Linked DNA regions of Macaca mulatta: region 2 is linked to region 1. The links are chromatin contacts, called in public Hi-C maps. All regions are on one chromosome and are shown on one strand. The core of a region is the stretch at or near the end of the contact, and the rest is flanking DNA. Distances in the headings are between cores, read along the strand shown. Region 1 has its middle 200 kb from the start of ZPLD1. Region 2 overlaps NXPE3 (neurexophilin and PC-esterase domain family member 3).

Region 1 (3,134 bases), core at 272-2,771:
GAAAACCACCTACTCAAGCCTCAGTAATGGTGAGTGCCCCTCCCCCCACCAAGCTCAATCACGCCAGGTCGACTTCAGACTGCTGTGCTGACAGCGAGAATTTCAAGCCAGTGGTTCTTAGCTTGCTGGGCTCCATGGGAGTGGGAACTAACGAGCAAGACCACTTTGCTCCCTGGCTTCAGCACCCTTTCCAAAGGAGTGAACGGTTCTGTCTCATTGGAGTTCCAGGCAACACTGGGGTGCAAAAAAACCTCCTGCAGCTAGCTTGGTGTCTGCCTGAATAGCCGCCTAGTTTTGTGCTTGAAACCCAGGGCCCTGGTGGTGTAGGCACCCGAGGGAATCTCCTGGTCTGTTGGTTGCAAAAACCGTGGGAAAAGCATAGTATCTGGGCAGGTTAGCACAGTCCCTCACAACTTCCCTTGGCTAGGGGAGGGAGGCCCCGGGCCCCTTGCACTTCCTGGAGTGGGGTAACGCCTCACCCTGCTTTTGCTCACCCTCCGTGGGCTGCACCCCCTGTCTAACCAGTCCCAATGCGATGAACTGGGTGCCTCAGTTGGAAATGTATAAATCACCCACCTTCTGTGTTGGTCCCGCTGGGAGCTGCAGACCAGAGCTGTTCCTATTCAGCCATATTCCATAGATAATATTTAAAACTTTGAGAATAAAGGAGACAAATGAAAGAGAGACTACAGAGTAAGAAAAGAAGAGTTGCTCAGGACTAAGCCTGACCAACCTGATGTTCCTGAGGAGAATGAGAAGAAGGGACCACAGAAAAATGAGGGTGTAGTGCTACTGAAACTCAGAGACATGGCTCAAAAAAGCAGTAGGGTGTTGAATACTGCTGAGAGGTTTAATGCAATGAAAACTGAAAAATGCTTAACTAGTCTGAGACTGGGATCCTCCACTTGCATATGTTCTGCTTTTGGGAGAGTCACCTAATGTATCTGGATTTGTTTCATCATCTGTAAAATAGTTGTGCTTGTGAAAGGAGGTGTTGAGTGCTGTGAAAGGAAGGGGTTTGCTTGGGAAGTGCCAGACATTGCAAGATGGTTAAATGCAAGATCGGACAATGCAAGATGGTTAAATGTAGAGGTGAGGGTGGAGTAGATGATCTGCCACCTCTAAAAATGTATGAAATGTGAGCCTATGGACAGGATGATAGTATTTAACTTCACAGGATGGGTGAAAGGATTTTCTGTATCACTCACTAAAGTACCAAGTACTAGGTAAATACAAAGTATTATTTCTGTTTACTGAGAATATACATATCAAAGGGAATTGAGGATTTGTGGCAGCTGTTTTAAGATAGACTTAGGCTATAGCCATGATGGGTGATCTCATATAGAAGAAGCTGGAGGCAGAATTGTCAGGTCTGTGAACCCAAATGTTACTGCATCAGCACCTTAAAAGTTAAGAGGTCCCTGAGGCTTTGAGATTGACTTGCGTCTGATCTTCTCAAGTGACAGCCACTAGGAGATTTTGCCTTGTTCTCATACCACAAAACTATCTCGATAATCTGAGGCCACCTGCTGGGTGGTCAGGTCAGAACATCCTTCCTTTTGGTACCACTCTCAGAATTGCCCACTCCTGCCCACTACCACAAACACATTTACTTTTATATAGGGGAGAGAGTGGAAGGGGAGGAGGATCCCTGTTCCCCAGGGCCTTGCCACGGAAATAATGCTGAGGCTTCCACTGCTTCCTAGTGTGTCATGCAGGGAGAAATCACTGGGTCCTCATGCAGCAATCTTGTGCATTTGGGAACCTCATGTACAGTGAATGCTCAATAAATACTTGTTTTTCTTAAAAAGGGAATAACTAGCAATTCATATTGTGTATTAGTGGGAGGCAAGGCTAACCTTTGCCATTGGCCTATGGTGTTGGCTCTGTGGGATGATTTTGCAAATGTTCTGTTCCCACATTAGTAGCTTTCTGGATGATTACAATTCTACTTTTAGAATTCCACCCTTTAATGGGCATTGTTCTCTGACAAAATGCAAGGGAGAGTGAAATCACCTCATTAGCTTTTTATATCTTACTGCATTTGAGTTATTTGGATCTCTCTTGAGAGCAGAGTTTGAAAGGGATGTTGAGAAAGCCGGGGAGCTGAAGGAAGGTGGGGTACAAAAATCTAATTCTATAGATTTCACAGTTGTGCCTAAGACCAGTCCTGATCAGTAGCTTTCACAAGGCACGTACCCGAGGACAATGTGTGCTCCCTCTCATTCTGTCTTTCAGTAATTCCTTTATACTTCACTTTGAATATGTATTGTGAGTCAAATGTCCCACACATAGTCACATGTTCTTAATACAGTTACACCCAGATGCACAAAGAGTAACGTTTTTAGTCTCTCAGATTCAAATTTTGTGTGACTGATAGATTAACACAGTAACGCGAGCAAACACGAAGTACCAGAGTTTCAGGTGACACATTTAATTAATGACATTCAGGCAAGCAAAGAAAGATAAGCATTCTGGTAGCAGCCAATTACAAATTACAGATTAATGAATGTAATTTTGGGTTTCAGAGCTTTTCGTATTTTATTCTAACACTGGGATCAACATTAATCAGCTCAGAAGGGGGAAGGTCCAGGCCTGCTAAGCAAGGCATCCATCTAAGGATAGCTTTTGCTTTTGCTTCATCTGCATGACCGATTAGACAGAATTACCAAACTTAATCTGACCTCTAGTGGCACCTCGTATTAACAAGCACATTTGAAATCCACTTAGGAATTTTGCTGTGAGAATTCTACTATCGTCCCATCTCACAGCTGGAAGGAACCTTAGAGATGATCTGCTTGGCAGGCTTCTACCCACTCCCCGATTTCACAGATGAGGAGACTGAGGCCTGGAGATATTGATGAGTGATGATACAAATTGAATAGCTAATTGATAGAGAAGTCAATGATGACAGAATCCAAGTTTCTAAACAATTTTAATTTTAATTTTTGTGGATACATAGTAGGTGTATACATTTATAGGATACATAAGATATTTTGATACAGGCATGCAATGAGTAATAATGACATCATGGAAAATGAGGTATCCATCCCGTCAAGTATATTTATCCTTTGTATCACCAACAATCTAGTTACACTCTTTTAGTTATTTTAAGATGTACAATTAAATTATTG
Region 2 (3,134 bases), core at 469-2,968, 420 kb before region 1:
GGATCCATGGCATCAGCATTACCAGGAGACCTGATAGAATTGCAGATTCTCAAGTCCTAGCTCAGACGACTGAAACAGAAACCCTGGCTGGTGGGGCCCAGCAGTTCATGTTTTAACAAACTTTTTGGGTGACTCTGATTTATTGCTGTAGAATATTAATAGTAAAAGAACAAAATTCAGAGCAGCAAATGTTTATGTTATGTTTTTGCAGAACAGATATAATTAGCTATCGTGATTTTTAGAAAGAAGGGATGAACGTTACTAATGAAGCTTATACAGATGGCGGGCAAGGTCCTTCTAGCTTTTATAAGTATATTAACTAATAGTAACTCTGTAGATGTTGTAAACCCTTTTGCTTCAGGGGCTCAATATTTAGTACATATGGATCAAGCAGAGTGGATATTAGCCACATGCCTTGTTTGAGTGGTGGGGAAGGAACTGAAAAGCAAGGACCATCTCAAGGGGCAGCCTCTTTTCAGTTTCTGCTCCTTTGTTACCATGTAGAAACAAACCCTATGTGGGCAGATCCATAGATTTGTTTTTTCCAAGAGAAACCAGAAACTTTGATTTTTTAAATGTGATATCTCCAGATTTTAGAACATTGACATCTAATTCAAGACTTTGAAAATATTGTATGGGCTAAATGAAATCCGTTTGGCCCATATGCAGCCAGGGCACTGCCAGTTTATATCCCTTGTCTCTACTATTGTATGCCACAAGAATTCCCAGTCTTTTCCTGATGAAGAGCTGTTGTTGATTTACTTGAACCAAATGAATTACTAATTTTAGAGGCTTTGTATATGAGACTTCAATAATGGAAATATTTATCTTTTATCTGTTTGGGCCTTAGATTGCTTAGATTGTCAAGATGTCAGTAGACATGGTGTTCTTCGGTAGTACTGTGCTCTAAACACTCTCCATGTCTGATATCCTCAGGAGGCCCTCTCTCCCACTACTGGATCTGTCCTCCTTTCTCACAGTCTTCGACTGGCTTGCCCTTATTGTGATGTCCCTAGGTGTCCCAGGGATGGTCAGTGGGAGGAACTTTGGAAAGTTTACCTGTACCTGACAAGTCTTGAGGATCAACCAGGAAGTGGCTATGGTTTTATGATTTACTCTTCTGGTTAGAGGGAAGATAGATTTGGTAATTAGTGAGACTTTTGATATACTTTTAGAGGAAGGAAGTATGAATTTGTAGGAGCAGAATATCCTGGTTTTTAATAGGAAAATCATCTTCTTGTAACAGGTATATAATTGGAAAGAAAAGAGAAGGGCAATTGATTTATGGAATATAGAAGGAACCCAGCTTGGCAGAACTTCATTGAATTTCACTCTATTGACCACCAGGGGGCACTCAAAGACCCTAAATAAAGGGCTCGTATTTTTCCTTCTTTTACTTCATTCTATGCAAACATTCTGTTTCTGCTTAAACTTTCACCAACTAATTTTAGCATTCATCAGGGTTCATCAGATCTTGCCTGTGGCAATGATTTTGGTGGCATTCTAATTGTGACTTTTAATGTCTCTCAATCTTTCAACGTTTATTAGTTGGAATTCTGCAAAGAAGAGTGGTCCCTTCTTCATTTTAAGTATTTATATCAGTGTAGACTCATGATAATTTCATTCTTTGGGTTATAATCCAATCCAATTCCATCATTATTTTATTTTCTTTTATTTTTGCTCAAATTGTTCCAGTTTTGGCAGTTGAGAATGCTTTCAGTTTGGCTTCTTTATGCCCTTTTGTCACCCTGTGTGCTCTCATCCTTTTGTTTGTTTTGAGCACTTCCTTTCTGGCACCACAAGGTATTTGAGGCTTGTGTTGTATTTTCTTTGCTTTAGCCTTAGAAGGGGTTTATAGTATTTGTACTTTTATTTCACTTATGAATTCTATATTTTGAAGTTTTTTTCCCCTATGAAATTGTATTTATGTATTAGCTAATTAATATTCTTACAAGGTAAAATTATTGTTAAGATTCACATTTAGGTTGCTTGAGATTGCCAGTGCTACTGCTACTTGTGGTCATAATTCCAGTCAAAAGCAAGGGAAAACAGTTTGTAATTCTAGTTGACTACCTTATTAAGGGCAAGCATCTGGTTTATGTCAGATTTTCCTAGTGCCAGAATTACTGCTGAGTTTTCATTAGTACCTGTAATGTGGTCCCCAGATTATCACAGCTAAGTGGCTCAGGAACCTTGACAGATTCTAACCTCATCAACAACTTGAGGTTATATTTTTGGGGGGAACTTACTGAGAGTTTAGGATAAGACTCGATCTAATAGCAACAGTATAGATAAGAACAATGAAATTTTACATTTGTGTGTTATCTTTGTAGCTGTGGTAGGTTGAATACTAAGAGGACTTTCAGTGATCTATACTCTTACATAATCTCCTTCCTCTTAAGTGTGGGAGGGACGTGTAAATATGATGGTGTATCATTCCTGTGATTTGATTATGTTATATGACAAAGTTGACTTTAAGAGAGTGACATTATCCTAGGTAGACCTGACCTTAGATCAGATAAGCCCTTAACAGGGGCCATGTTCTTCCTGAAGAAAGAAGGATTCCATGTGAGGGAGATTATTTGTTGCTGGTTTTAAAGATGAAGGGGGCCACATGGCTAGGAATATAGGCAACTTCTAGGAGCTGGAGGGCATCTCCTGGCTGATAACCATCAAGGAAATGGGTCTTAAAACCACAAGTAACTGAGTTCTGCCAGTAACTTCAATGAACTGTTTTTGTTTGTTTGTTTTTTGTTTGTTTTTGAGACAGAGTCTTGCTCTGTCGCCTAGGCTGGAGTGCAGTGGTGCAGTCCTGGCTCACTGCAAATCTCCGCCTCCTGTGTTCAAGCGATTCTTGTGCCTCGGCCTCCCAAGTACCTGGGATTACAGGTGTGTGTCACCACTCCTGGCTAATTTTTCTATTTTGAGTAGAGATGGGGTTTCAGTATGTTGGCCAGGCTGGTCTCGAACTCCTGAGCTCAAGCAATCTGCCCGCCTCGGCCTCCTAAAGTGCTGGGATTACAGATGTGAGCCACGCGCCTGGCCTTGAATGACCTTTCTGAAGGCTCTTCTCAGAGAACACAGCCCTGATAACATCCTGATTTCAGCCTGTGAGACTGAGGAGAGAACACAGT

The links. Hi-C and Micro-C count contacts between places; a contact is called where the count stands out from the background.
Region 2: a Hi-C map of liver shows a contact between it and region 1, with 18 times the contacts expected there. The contact joins two enhancer-like sites. A contact is called at or near these places in 10 of 14 Hi-C or Micro-C datasets (CD4 T cells, blood, cortical neurons and 5 more).

The regions. Positions count from the first base shown.
Region 1 is chr2:181,375,293-181,378,426 of T2T-MMU8v2.0, reverse strand. No RefSeq gene overlaps it. Among named protein-coding and RNA genes, the nearest start is that of ZPLD1, 200 kb to the right of the region's middle. Within about 2 kb of position 1,521, at least 5 of the 40 cell types and tissues checked have an H3K27ac peak or open chromatin away from gene starts, as enhancers often do.
Region 2 is chr2:181,799,890-181,803,023 of T2T-MMU8v2.0, reverse strand. All of the region lies in intron 7 of NXPE3 (neurexophilin and PC-esterase domain family member 3), which reads left to right. Among named protein-coding and RNA genes, the nearest start is that of NFKBIZ, 19 kb to the right of the region's middle. Within about 2 kb of position 1,718, at least 3 of the 40 cell types and tissues checked have an H3K27ac peak or open chromatin away from gene starts, as enhancers often do.